Regions from separate parts of the Mus musculus genome. Here region 1 is linked to region 2. Evidence: chromatin contacts called from public HiChIP or PLAC-seq data. All regions are on one chromosome and are shown on one strand. The core of a region is the stretch at or near the end of the contact, and the rest is flanking DNA. Distances in the headings are between cores, read along the strand shown. Region 1 holds the start of Fam110a (family with sequence similarity 110, member A). Region 2 holds the start of Cst3 (cystatin C).

Region 1 (6,451 bases), core at 3,950-6,449, 3.1 Mb after region 2:
ACTACAAAGACTGCATGTGTCAAGGTGAAGCCCGTTCATTTCTGCACATTTCCTTGGCAGCAGACCTTTTTTTTTTAAGCTTTGTATTGTTGCCATTTGTGGAGGATGGGTGTTTGTTTTAAACAGGGTTTTACAGGATAGCACAGGTCATGCCTATCTCAAATTATATGTGAACTCATCTCATCCTTATACCCATTTATGCGGTAGCTACTGCTATTGTGCCCATTCTACAGATGAAAAAAAAACTGAGACTTAGAGAAGTGATGCCACCTCCCTGAGATCACAAGCCAGCAAATGACAGAATCAGGATTTGAACCCAGGCTTGGATATGGGAATGAGAGAAACAAGAGACAGAATGCGCCTCCTGGGAAATCCACAAGACCCCACAGACAGCTTGCTTGGGCTCCATATGGAGCTGCCACCTATAGAAACACATTCAGCTATGTTTTGGGCTGTAGTTCCCTCAGCTGTCTCATGGGGCAATAATGGCAGTGTCTTCCTACCAGATCGCACTGTGCTTGACAGCTATCCTGCTATACATTCCGGTGATAAACTCCTGCCCCCCATACAGACCTCCACCTCTGCCCACATCTACCACTTCATCCACACTGTCATTCCTGGGCCGGTCACAAAGCCCCCCTGACTAATTCTTTACGAAGGTCTTTCCTGCCTCAGGACCTTTGCACCTGCTGCTGTCTAGAATCTCACTCCTCACTGTCTTCAACCCTTATTTTAGACGTCACCCCTCTGAGGGCCCTCCCTGTCTACCCCGGGAGGGCCCCGTAGATCTTCTTTCCCCCTTTTTCCCCTCAAAGCACCTTGGCTGATCTTGGTATTCCCAGTGTCTGCTTGTGATTTCCCAGCTGCCCACTGGACTGAGCCCCAACACTCTGCTGTGTGTCTTCCTCCCAGGAACAAACAGGAGGGAGCATCGCTGACGGAAAGGCTGAAGGAGGCCCAGGCTAGTATCAAGATTCACATCAAACACATAGACTTCTGTATGTCAATCACACTCCTATTTCCAAAGGAAGGAGGGGGAGGGGAGGGAGACCAAGAGGGGGGAGGAAGGGAGGACCACAGTAAAGGGAGGAGCACAGAAATGCCCTCATTCATGCCCAAGTCCCCAGCACAGCTTCTTGGTAGAAAGATTTGACAAGAGCTTAGTAATCAGCCAGTTCACTAGTCAGTTCCCCCTTGTAATTAATAATTAGCCAGGGGTGCGGGAGGGACCAGGATCCCTGAGTGCCAAGTCTCCTCTAGGCTTCCACATTACACTGCCTTTCCACACACAGTCCTATGCCGGCCTTCCATCAACCCTGTTCCAGCCGGCACACTTCCAGCCTGGCCTATTCTTCCTCCAAAGTTGCAGAGTCAAAGTCTTCAGGGCTCTGGCCCATCCTACCAGAACCACTGCAGGGATGCCTCCATACCTCAGTTTCCCCAACTCCATCAAAGTGAGAGCCATGATGGCTGTTGGACAGGCAGCTTCCCCCAGAGCCCGGCTCTGGCGAAGGCAGCCACCAGTACACTGCATGGACAGGAGCAGCAGTGTGGTGCGGGTCAGTGGACGAAGCCCTTCCACATAAAAGAAAATGAAGCCAGGCATGGCGGTGCATACCTTAATCCCAGCACTAAGGAGCCTGAGACAGGAGGATCATGAGTTCGAAGCCTGCCTGGGACACACACACACACACACACACACACACACACTCATTCACATGCTATTGATAGAGCGGGTGAATGTATGGAACTATACTCAACATCACTTCATTGAACCATTAAAGGAATACAAATCAAAATCACAGCAACAGTGTCAGCCCCATTAGCACAGATCCTATCCAAAACATACGCTATGCTGTTAAGTGTTGGTGAGGAGGAGCGACCTTAGAACCCCATTCAGTGGCGCCGAGCGTTATAGACACAGCACAGCAGTCCCTTACAGGTTGAGTGGTGATCAGAGAAACACCTAGGACTAAAGACTTCTAAACACTCATCTCAAAGGATCTACAGTGTGCCAGCAGAAACCCTTGCACTGAATCTCCGGCAGCATTAGTCACCACAGCCAAAAGTGCCCACCGACGAGTGAAGGGGTAAAGAAACGTGAAACACACATGTCTGGTCGGTAACTCGGCCTTTAAGAGGGAAAGCTGCCGGCTGCAGCATGAACGGAACTTGAAGGCAGCAGGCTGAGTGCGGTAAGCGGAATCCAGTGAGACAGCGACTGCACTCTTCTGTGTCCACAGAGTCAAAACACCAGGAGCGGGGTAGGGTGGCAGTGCCGGGGAGTCTGAGGGTGGGAAATGACTGGTTATTGGGTATAGAGTTGTGTACTTCAAAGTGGTGACGCTGGGGCCAGAGACATGGCTTGGGGTGAAAGTGTTTGCCATACAAGCCTCGTGATCCGAGTTCAGTCCCCTGAGGATCCAAGTTCAGTGCCACAGTAGAAGGAGAGAACTGACTCCTTTAAGTGTCCTCTCACAAGCCTGCTGCAGGATACGCATCCATGCATTAAAAGCAGCAATCCCCTCACTTCATAGAGTGGACCGAAATCACAGCTCACACTGCTAAAGTTCTCAGCACGGGGCAAGCATTCTAAGCCCAGGCAGCCGTGTGTCCTCTCTTCCCAGTATAAGGTGGGATTTCTAGGGTTGATCATTTTATGCGATTCTGTACCTCCCACCTGCTTCTCTGTCCTTTCAAAGGAAAGCCGGATCAGGCTCCATAGACAGGGAGGCCTTTGGCTGCTGCAGGAGAGGATCAAGAAGGCTCCAGGCAGTGGGGAAGAGGCAGCCCAGCTGTCCAGGTTGGACGCCCTGCTGGGCATTCTCCAGGGCAGGCCAGGTTCCAAGCTATTTCTGGAGTTTTCACTAGGCTCATGCCCTGGCTTGCCCTGGAGTCAGCCTTGCTCAGAGTAGCTCTGTACAAACCTCAAGGAGTTAGGAGTGGGCTGCCATGGGAGGGGCCAGGATGCCTAGGACAGTGAACTCCTGCGTGAACCACTCCAGCACACACTCTCCACTTAACTCAAACTCTGGGGACTCAGTTTGCACCCTGACAAAAATGGGAACAAAGGCAGACTTGCAGTGAAGGAGGAAGAGAAGGAGAGAGGAGAGACAGAAAGACTAACAAGCAAGGCCTTAGGGAAGGGCCTGCCTGACCCAGGATAGGAAGGTGAGGCTTGAATTAGGCCTGTGGCCACACCCACTTCCTGTCCTGCCTAGGCCTGAACTCCACATGCAGTGTTTTACCCCAGCTCAGAAATGTGAAGAAACTTGCCCAAACTCACACAGCCAATGACAAACCCCAGGCAGGGCAGTGACCTCATAACTTTCTGTAGATGTAATCACTATGTCTGTGTCTTCTCAATTAGTTGGCCCACAGTCAGGGTTCAGGATTGCAAAGCGCATCATGCTATGTGTGTAATTCTCACCCAGACCCTTTGCTAGTCATCTATGTTCCTCTTGGTGCCACAAAAGTATCTAAGGAGTTTCGGATTATTTCCCATCAGTCCTTACTGAGGGCCATTCTGCGTCTGTCCAGTTCTTGCTTGCTGCAAATCACTGAAGCACGGAGGCACCTGTCATTTTGCCTAAAGTGAGGTAGCTGGAGGAGAGAGTGTGTGTGTGTGTGCTCATAACAATGCCTATGCTGGCTCTGCTGGCCAGAGTCCACCTGAGTGACACCACCCTATCCTGCTCCACCCCCAGCACAATACACAGCAAATGGCCAACAGATGTTGGCTTTGATCATCTTGATTCTGCAAGTTTCGGCCACCCTGACATTTTTGTGCCTGTGCTAAGCATCTCATTTGCCCGACACATTCCACTGGGGAAGATAATAAACTGCTTAATAAGACACCTCACGCATAATATGGAACAGACGCTACTGAGAAAAACAGGACACTCGGGGAGAGATCAGGCTACAGGAAGCTAGACGACGTGGAAAGAAATGAGGCAGTGGTGTAACTCATCTAGTAGATTGCTCTCTTAGCACAAACCAAGCCCTGGGTTCTATCCCGAAAATGGCACAGAACTGGTGTGCCAGTGGCACATGCTTGTCATCCGAGGAGGCAGATTTAGGAAGACGGAGAGTTCAAGACCAGCCTGGTCATACATAGTAAGATTGAGGCCAGCTTGGGCCATACAAGAGTTGGAGTAGGGAGCATGACACAAAGACAGATGGACAAGCACAGCTCCCCCAGAGCCAGAATGAGGCTCAGAGGAAGAGTAGTTCCCTTCATAAGAGATCCTCCATCGAGTCGGTGATTCCCTGTGTCAAGGACTGAAGACTTCTGCATAGTTAAGTCTGTGCCTTTGAGCAACAGCCTCAACTTCACAGAACCTCAGATTCCCCACCTACGAAACGAGATCAACAACAGGGGGGTAGGTAAGAGTCCAGCCTAAATTAGATGCTCTACTTGGGAGGGTCTGACCCTGCACCCAACTCTCAAGTCCAGTTCCAGCAACTCTGGCTTAGAGGTACCACACACACACACACACACACACACACACATCCACATGACTTCCAAGGCCTTTGGATCCGCAGTCCTAGGGACTCAACCCTGCCCTGCAGTCCTAGGGACTCAACCCAGGGAGGCCCTCTGAGAGGGCAGCACTGGGAACTGGGACTCTGTAGAACCCTGTAAGGCAGAAAAGTTGCGAATGGGGAGGGAATGGTATATGTCCTGAAGGGGAACTCCAAGGGCCGGTAGGGCACGGGTAGCCTAGCCCTGGGATCCCCTGAGCCACGTCTTCCCAATAAGCCCCTTAAAGAGTAACCCGCGGGGTTCCTCTGATCGGCCAGGAGCGGGAACTGCAGAGTGGGAAAGGGAAACAGCCTGGATCCTTTGCTGGCCCCCTGGGCTGGACACTAGACACGAACTCTCCTCTGTCGACCCCCTGTACTGAGACTCTTGCCCGGGTTAATGCGTGGGCACTGCCCCGGGACCCTCCGCCTCCTACCCCCATGCTCACCTGCAGCCCACGTCCAGAGGAATCCCGCTCCTCGCCGGCTGCCGAGGCTGACAGCTGGTGGTCCCTGCAGACCTGAGAAGGCTACTACGTGTGAAGACCGGCGAGCTCTTCCGAGTGGGACGCCCTGGCTGTCCCACGATTCCCTCCGGGAGAACGTCCCTGGGGCCCCAGAGGAAAGGGAAGTGAGCCCGCCGTCCCCGTTGCTGCAATGGTTCGCCCCGGACTTCCTGATTGGCCCGTCGCTTCCGTTCGAACGGCGCGCCACCCGGGTTGCCAGGCAACATCAGGAGCCGCAGATGCAGCAGGGCGACTGCTGCCCGGAGCCCAGCTGGCCGCTTGGCCTTCCGGCTGCCCAGGCCTTGGCAGACCTTTCTTCTCTTCCAGCTGGACTTCCTCGGTCTCCAGCTGCAAGAGTTACTAGTCCCAAATTTGTTTGCTTGGTTTTGCACAGGCACTAGTACCAATATTTTTGGGGTTTTGAGGCAGGGCCTTCACACATAACTAGCCTAGCCCAGGCTGGCCACAACCTCCTTAGTACTAGGATTATAGGTCTATGCCATACCTAGCTTTCTCTCCCTTCACTTTTTTCTTTGGAGGCAGGGTCTCACCAAGTTGCCCAGGCTGACTCGGAATTCATGCGTTTTGCCCAAGTAGTCCTCACACTTGCTGCCTGACTTAAGTCTCCCCATGAGTTGGTACTAAGTGACCACCCCCCAAACTAGGCCCTACTTCCAACTCAGCAGCTACCTCTCTGTGTGTTTACCCACAATCCTCTCTCCCTCTCTGTTCCCCTAACCTGAAATGGCAAGTCAATCCTCAAACGGGCACACCCGTAGCTCCCACTGTGCTTATCAAAACCAGATCAATTATAGACGTCGATCCTGGGAAAGAAGCTGAATCGAGCTTTCTACATAATTCTTGTCAGGACTCATGACCCAGCTCTGAGGTACCTACCTTCAACGCCGCTTTCCAGCTGGGAATACCATGCATTAACTTACAACGATTAGATTAAACGACATTTAAGAACAATGGGAGAATGCTAAGGAAGTGTCATGTTTTAAGCATACTTCAAAACTCTCTGTACAGCATAGATAGATATTAAATACATAACCATACTATTTAAATAAACATAGCCTATTTACAATAACAAACAGCAACTAATTCCTTTACACTTAAAAGATAATACTTTTATTCATTCATTGAGAATTTAATACATAAACACAGTGTATTTTAGTCGTATTTACCGCACTCTCTCCCCTTAACTCCTCCTACACCCACCCTCTCTTCCTCCTGTTTTTGTTTTTTTAAAAGGCACCAAGTCTAATCTGCTGCAACCCTTTAAAAAACTGACTTTCCTTCCCCCAGAAACATTCAGCTATAACTAACTAGCTCCTCCAGTGGGGGCTCATAGCCTCTCCCCTCTCTGTACTGAAATGTTAACTGGCTTGATCATGTACAGACAACCACAGCTGCTGTGG
Region 2 (6,612 bases), core at 1,638-4,137:
GAACATCAATAGCCCAATTCCCAGGAAAAATTAATTCAGCAATTAATCATGTGCAAATAAACCCCTCCCCTATAGGGATACATATTTGCATTGGCATGAACATACATGTGCCCAACACCTGTATCCATTTATGAATCACCATTATTAACTTTTGCCTGCACGATTGCCCTTAGGCTGATATCAAGTACCTACCCTCATCAGATGGGGCTGGTCATGGAAAGGACAGTCAGTCAAATTTGTCTGGGACTTGGTACATGTAGTTCGGCCCATCTCCACATCCAAAAAATAGTTCACTCCAGCCACGAGCTACAGTGAGAAGAGCAGGATTGAACAGTGCAGTCAAGTGACTTCCACACAGCTGCCTTCCATCACAGACCCGAAGTGTTTACCTAGGACTTATGCCTGGATTCATAGGCAGCCAGAAATCTCACCCACAGACAAGCGCCCCAGGCTCTGTTGGCAATTGTTTTATTCTGAGCAACTCTGACAAGTTGTCATATGTAGCTGACTAAGAGGAGAAGCAGAACACAAAAGGCAGAAGCTAGCACTGACAAACCTTTCTGTGAGTAGGGAAGGCTGTTCTAGGAGCCTAGGTTTGTTCTCTGAGCATAAGCAAAGGCTCTGGGCTGCAGTGTGGGATTAACTCAATTCTGCTGACTGTGGCTCCTCAGGCTCAGACACGACAGCACTGGTGGAGAGCCAGCCATTCCCCATACACAGCCTAGAGAGAACATATTTATTTACCTAGGACTCCTTCCTTTCAGGGACAAGAGGACATGGGATGCTTCACACACGGGGATGTTTCAAGTCAGAGGGAAGAGCACTCTTAAATGATTTCTCCTTCAGAGAGACTCTCCAGAATTTTCTCAAGCATGTCATTTCCCTGTAGGTCTTCCATTTGCAATTTAAGAATAGCACTTATCCCTCTCCCCATAATGGGGCACACCAGATCAACTTGTCAGAAATGGGAAGCACAAACTGAGGGACATAGGTCGGGGTGGAGGGGTACAGGGCTCTGTGTATTGATTGCCCCGCAGGACCAAAAACAGCTCTGGATTTGGGAGAATGTCCTGATTTTCCTACTAGTTAAAGGAGACCTGCAGACCAAAGAACCTACAACTCCTTATACTTTGCTCCATCTGTTGCCACAATTAAGAGGTGCACTGGCCCTCAAGGTCCAAGGCAGCTGGGAAGTGGAGTTTTCTCAAGGTTGATCCCAGCAGCAGGAGAAAAAAATGGAGCAGGATTTAACTCGTTTGTATTTTCAAGAGAAGGTAGAAATGAGCTCTACACACTGGCATACAACTCTTTGTCGTCTAAAACCTGGGCTTCCTTTGGGTCAACTTTGGGGCTTTAGCAGCTCCTGCAGCTAGCTCCTCTGTCAGAGTCTAAGTCTAAGGTAGTCTGTCCATCTACTCAGTGGGTGGAGGGTGATTAGAGCTATCTTGGGGGGTAATTAGCAAAACCCCTGAGGGATATCCCGAGGATATTCCAGGGCCACAAGAAGAGGGAAGCAAGGCTTCTTAGAACAACTAGACAGCACCTTCTGAGAAGACACAAGGGGACCTGCCTGGTGACCTGCACCAACATGACAGCCAAGAAACTCAGACACCAATCTACACAGTTATGTGTCCCTTAAGGATAGAGGCTCCTTCTGAGAAATGTGCCCTGGCCACACTGTGTACAAGCTAATACGGCTGCAGCATCAAGGGGTTGTTTAGCTTTGAGGTTCACCCATCACAAACCGAGTCATGGCTGAAGGGAGCCTGACTGTGTGGTACAGGACTGATCACCACAGCTGTCTGGACCATTCTACAGTGCTACCAAAACAGCAAGGCAGCACAGGCAGTGCTCAGAGAAAAAGACAGGCTGCCAGACTGGATAGAAATGGCCCTTGCTAGCAGAGTCCATAGTGGAGACCAGCAAACTGAGACTTTGAGTGAAGGACCTGAGTGTTCGTGGGTTCCCAATTTTCCAAATGGAATCTTGGGTATGTAGAGAATGCCCTTGTTTTCCGGAAGTGTTGACTCTGAAAGTATACACAAAAATAAGTGACTATAAACACACACCCACGTACACGTGCTCCTGAGTAGAGCAAGGAGATTGGAACATGGCCAAGTGTTTACTGGAAGGATGGGGTGAAATCTGCCGTCTGTCAGAATGAGTTTCAAGTAGCGCGATTAAGTGAAGCCAGATCATTAGCAGTTGACATTGACCCCAGGCGGCTAAGGGAGGTGAGCTCCGCCCAGGGAGCGTTTGACCTACATCCTTAGTACCTTCTCTGGGTGGCCTTTTGGAAACAGAGCTAGGAGGCCCACCCGCTGGGCTCTTCTGAGTTCCAGAATAAACAAAAGATGAATGTTAACACAATGAGTAGACCAGAGAAGAAAGGAAGAGAGAGGACCGCTCCCATAAGAAGCAAAGGTGTTGATTAACAACTGCAGATGCAAACCGCGCCCTAGCTAGGGGTGCCTGGGTGGGAGCGGCCTGGAGACGTCGGGAGAGCAGGGGACAGCAGGGACACGTACCTGCTTACGAGCTCTCACCACCTGTATGGCGCGGCTGTGGTACGCATCGTTGCTGCCCTTGTTGTACTCGCTCACAGCGAAGTCCAACGCTCGCCGCACGCCTTCCTCATTGGCATCTGCCTCCTCCGGGGCTCCCAACATTCGCGGGCCTTGTTTTGGGGTCGCCGCCCAGGCCACGGCCAGGACGGCCAGCAGGAACAGCAAGGAGCGCAGCGGGCTGGCCATGGTTGGCTAGGACAAAGGGATAAAGCTCCAACAAGACTCTGAGTTGGTGCAGAACAGACGCTGCTACTCCGTGCGACTTTTACCCAAATGCGAGCGTTAGGGACCCGCCCGCCTCTCCTGGCTCCTCCTTTTCCGGCGGCCACCCTCCCTTTTCCGTCTGCCCCCTAGCGGGCCCCGCCTCCTCTTCCGAACGGCCCCGCCCTCCCTCTGCTTCAGTCAGCTGCTAGTCTGTTCTTGCCTTGTAGGTCAGATACCTCTTAAAGAGCTGCCAGATTCCCATTCCCTGCTGAGCCTCCCCTCCCCCATCCCTGCCCCGCCTCTCCCTTCCTTCTTCACTCTTAGCTTTCTGTTCTTACCAGTTCCTCTTCTGTGCCCTTTTCCACAGCTTCCCCTTTTACTCCAAGTTCCCTGTTTCATGAAGTGTGGTTTCACCAGAGAAGTTGGTCATTGCTCTCTGGACCCTAAAATGCCAGTGACATCTGAACCCTGTTTCTCCAGAAAGGAAAAGGGCAACGAGTCTTTAATTTCCTGCATCTTCAAAGTTCAGCCTCGATCACTTGATGGAGAGCAGGGTCACTATGTGGGAATGCTCGGAGCAGGGCTATTATTTCATTTTCCTGAAGGCCCTGTCCTAAGATACTTGTCAAAGGAAAATAAATTGATCTTGGGGGAGTGGGGAAGTGTGCAGCATTCTGTGTAACTACTCATTATCCTTAAAGAAACCATCCTAGGCTTCTTCCTAGACCAGGCCACTCTAGGGCCTGGAGATACCACAGGAGGCCAAGCCCCGAATGGATATTGTAACAGGCTGCCCAGTATATCCATCTAAGATGAACCCATGTGTCTTTTATGCTTCCTAGTAGACAGGTTAAAAACTACGGTATGAGGCTGGGTATGATGGCGCATGTATTTAATTCCAGTACATGGAAGGCAGAAGTAGGTAGATCTGTGTTCAAGACCAGCTTGGTCTACATCTCTGGTTCCAGGCCAGCAAGGGCTACACAGTGAAATCTTAGAAGAAAAAGAAGAAGGAGGAGGAGGGGGAGGGGGAGAGGGAGAGGGAGGGGGAGAGGGAGAGGGAGGGAGAGAGGGAGAGGGAGAGGGAGAGGGAGAGGGAGAGGGAGAGGGGGAGGGGGAGGAGGTGGAGGAGGAGGTGGAGGAGGAGGAGGAGGAGGAGGAGGAGGAGGAGGAGGAGGAGGAGGAGGAGGAGAAGACAGGGCTACACAGTGAGACCCTCTTGTTAAAAAACAAACAGACAAATCAGTGATAACAAAACCCAAATATTGAAGTCTTTAATACGTTTTATTTAACCTATCAAATGTAATTTCAATATATAATAATAACTCTTAAGGAAACAGATTATATTCCTTAATGTGTATAGTAATCCTTTAGAGTCTGTGTATATTTGTAACATTTAGGACCAATGTTCACTCAGTCTGACCCCCCTTTCCACATCTGCTAACTGCTGATGCTGGTGGCTATAGTACTGCATAAGGTTTAAGCTTTAAAGTTTAAGGTTTGTGCTAGTGGTAGTATGGGAGGTGATCAATAATTAAGATCAGATGATTATAATGCTCTGTAGAAAGTGAGATAGGGGGAGCAAGAGATGGGTGCCAGTAGATATTAGTTGAAAGATCCCTTTGGGATTCAAACAGTCGAGGAGTTCCACCTAGACCAGGGAGATAGCACCAGTCAGAGGGAATGACCCCTGCTTAGGTGATGAGGTCCAACAGGGCTTTTCTGTTTAGAAACAAGGAACACTGGCAAGGGGTAAGTTTACATAAGCAGGGAAGGGGTAGGGCCAGGACTCTAACTCTGGCAGCTGTGTGGATGCTAGAGGAAGGCTGGGGCTTGAGGGCTATGGGACAAGCTAGTGAGAGGGCAGGCAGCTGAGGATGAACATTCAAGCACAAGGTCTATTCGAGCTGCTCCCCTAAGGGAGCCTCACTGTGGGTCTGTGATTTCCCTCTGATTGGAAGGTTACATAGTTTCCACTGACTTACCAGGAGTGAGGTATTGTTAACATATGACTTATTTTATGTGTATAAAATAATTTCAATGAGTGCACACAAATTCAGCACATGTGGCTGACCTTGTAAAGTTCCCTGGTGCCTTTTTGGTCCGTGTTGGTGCCCACTGGACCCTTGCCAGTCCATCTGTCCCTGGAGGCTCATTTTTCTGTCTATTCTTGGACTTCCTGTAAACATGTAGTGAGAGCAGTGTCTGGCCCTCTGGGGCAGAAGCACCATGAGGTTCCTTTGCACTGTTTCCTTAACCAGATTCTTAGTTCCCTTTCTCTTCAGGTAGAATATATGTTCAAGTGGATACTGTGTAGGCAGACACACCCTCCAGCTCAGGATCAAGCAAGCCCATGCTCACTATGCACCACTGGGAGTAGACAGGATTGAGTTGAGTTCTATGCAGATAGCTGACTTTATTTCTTCTTTCAACCTCACTCTCTTATGTTCTGTACTTGAAAATGCCCCTGTGACAAATGAGCTGGTAGTGAAGGTATCTGGTTTTGAGAGGAACACTGGAAGGTCCTGGGCTCTCAAAGGATACAAAGAAGGATTATATTGGGGGTGGTAGGTACTGGTAACTTAGTGACATCTCTGCTCTGACCTTGGGTCTGAGCTCTGGATTAGACCCTATCAGCAGGAATCTAACAGATACTAACAATGTCACTAATGAGTATTTATGTTAAGGATTAGAATAGGGGACCCTGAGGCATTGCTATAACCTAACCCCACTATGAGTACCAGAGTAATAATGTTTATGCTGCCCTACAAGATAAAGCACCTGCGGCAAGAAAAGCAATTGTCATTTGTAAAGTGGAAATCGTTAAACACCTGTATGTGATATTTTCCTAGATAAATAGAAAAGGGGAGGCAGACTGACAGACAGATAGGAAAGAGGGCTGCATCTGGCCAGGTCTCTCTGAGCAGAATGCTGGGTAGACATTGGATTTTTCTGGGGCTCTAATCTCAGGACCATTGTTTTACAGAGAGTGAGTTGAACCAGGGAGAACCCTCCTTATCCCATCATTTCTCACTAGAAAGAAGGTCCAAGGTGGACTAATGTGGATGGGAGCATGTTGGAGAGAAGTGATATGCATGTTGACCTCTGTGACCATACTGCCTGCCATATCTCTATTATACGGTTGGCTCAGAATTATTTGAGAGAGTAGGTGACCTGTGAGTGGTACCTCTGATCCCCAAGGGTCAGACACTACAGAAGTGTACTTTCAGGAACTGTAAGGACAGCTTCCAGTTAGGTGCAGTAAGAGGTGGAAAGTGAGACAACTCTTGGGTTAAAAAGTCTGCTTATTCTTCATCTAGCTCACTTGGAGGCAGGGCTAGAAGTGGCAAAGAGATGGCAGGCTTCAGTGGTCACAGCTCAGCATGAAAGAATAGTTTGTGTCCTGGGGCCTGCAGTTTCCAGATAAACGACTGACATTCCAGACATTCTGAGAAAAGCAGGAAGCCAAGAGCTGAGCCACAGGGCTCCTCTTATAATAGGAGAACCTGAAGCTTCCCTTATAGAGTGCCTGAGGCTCTTAGAGGTTGGGCTCTGAAGTCCCCTGTGCACCCACTTCTGTATTCTCCCCCTTCTCTCCTTTTCCTATTACCAATTCATGGTGTGATGGGTGCTTCCAGGTTTTGTGCTCGAGCTTCATTGCAGTGTTAGGGCTGGGGTGGGGTTGATCCCTTATCACTGGAAACTGTGATGTATTCCATGTAGAGAGATGTGGGCGAGCAGTGTCTAGTGTTTTCTATCTGACTGTTTTACAACTCACAGGAAGGTAGATACTGTCTATTCTGCTAGTCTTGAGTTCAGGTTGCTTCTTATTCTCAGACTA

The links. HiChIP or PLAC-seq counts read pairs in DNA pulled down with a chosen protein or histone mark.
Region 1: an H3K27ac HiChIP or PLAC-seq map of bone marrow-derived dendritic cells shows a contact between it and region 2, with 8 times the contacts expected there. The contact joins the promoter of Fam110a here to the promoter of Cst3 in region 2. A contact is called at or near these places in 4 of 39 promoter capture datasets (cranial neural crest, frontonasal cranial neural crest, maxillary cranial neural crest and 1 more) and 1 of 115 datasets of contacts at active chromatin or transcription factors (bone marrow-derived dendritic cells).

The regions. Positions count from the first base shown.
Region 1 is chr2:151,975,020-151,981,470 of GRCm38.p6, forward strand. It overlaps Fam110a (family with sequence similarity 110, member A), which reads right to left and starts at 5,200. Exons shown (of 2, transcript NM_146127.3): 1 at 4,974-5,200.
Region 2 is chr2:148,872,625-148,879,236 of GRCm38.p6, forward strand. Cst3 (cystatin C) reads right to left here and starts at 2,888. Exons shown (of 3, transcript NM_009976.4): 1 at 2,529-2,888; 2 at 193-306. The coding sequence starts at 2,753.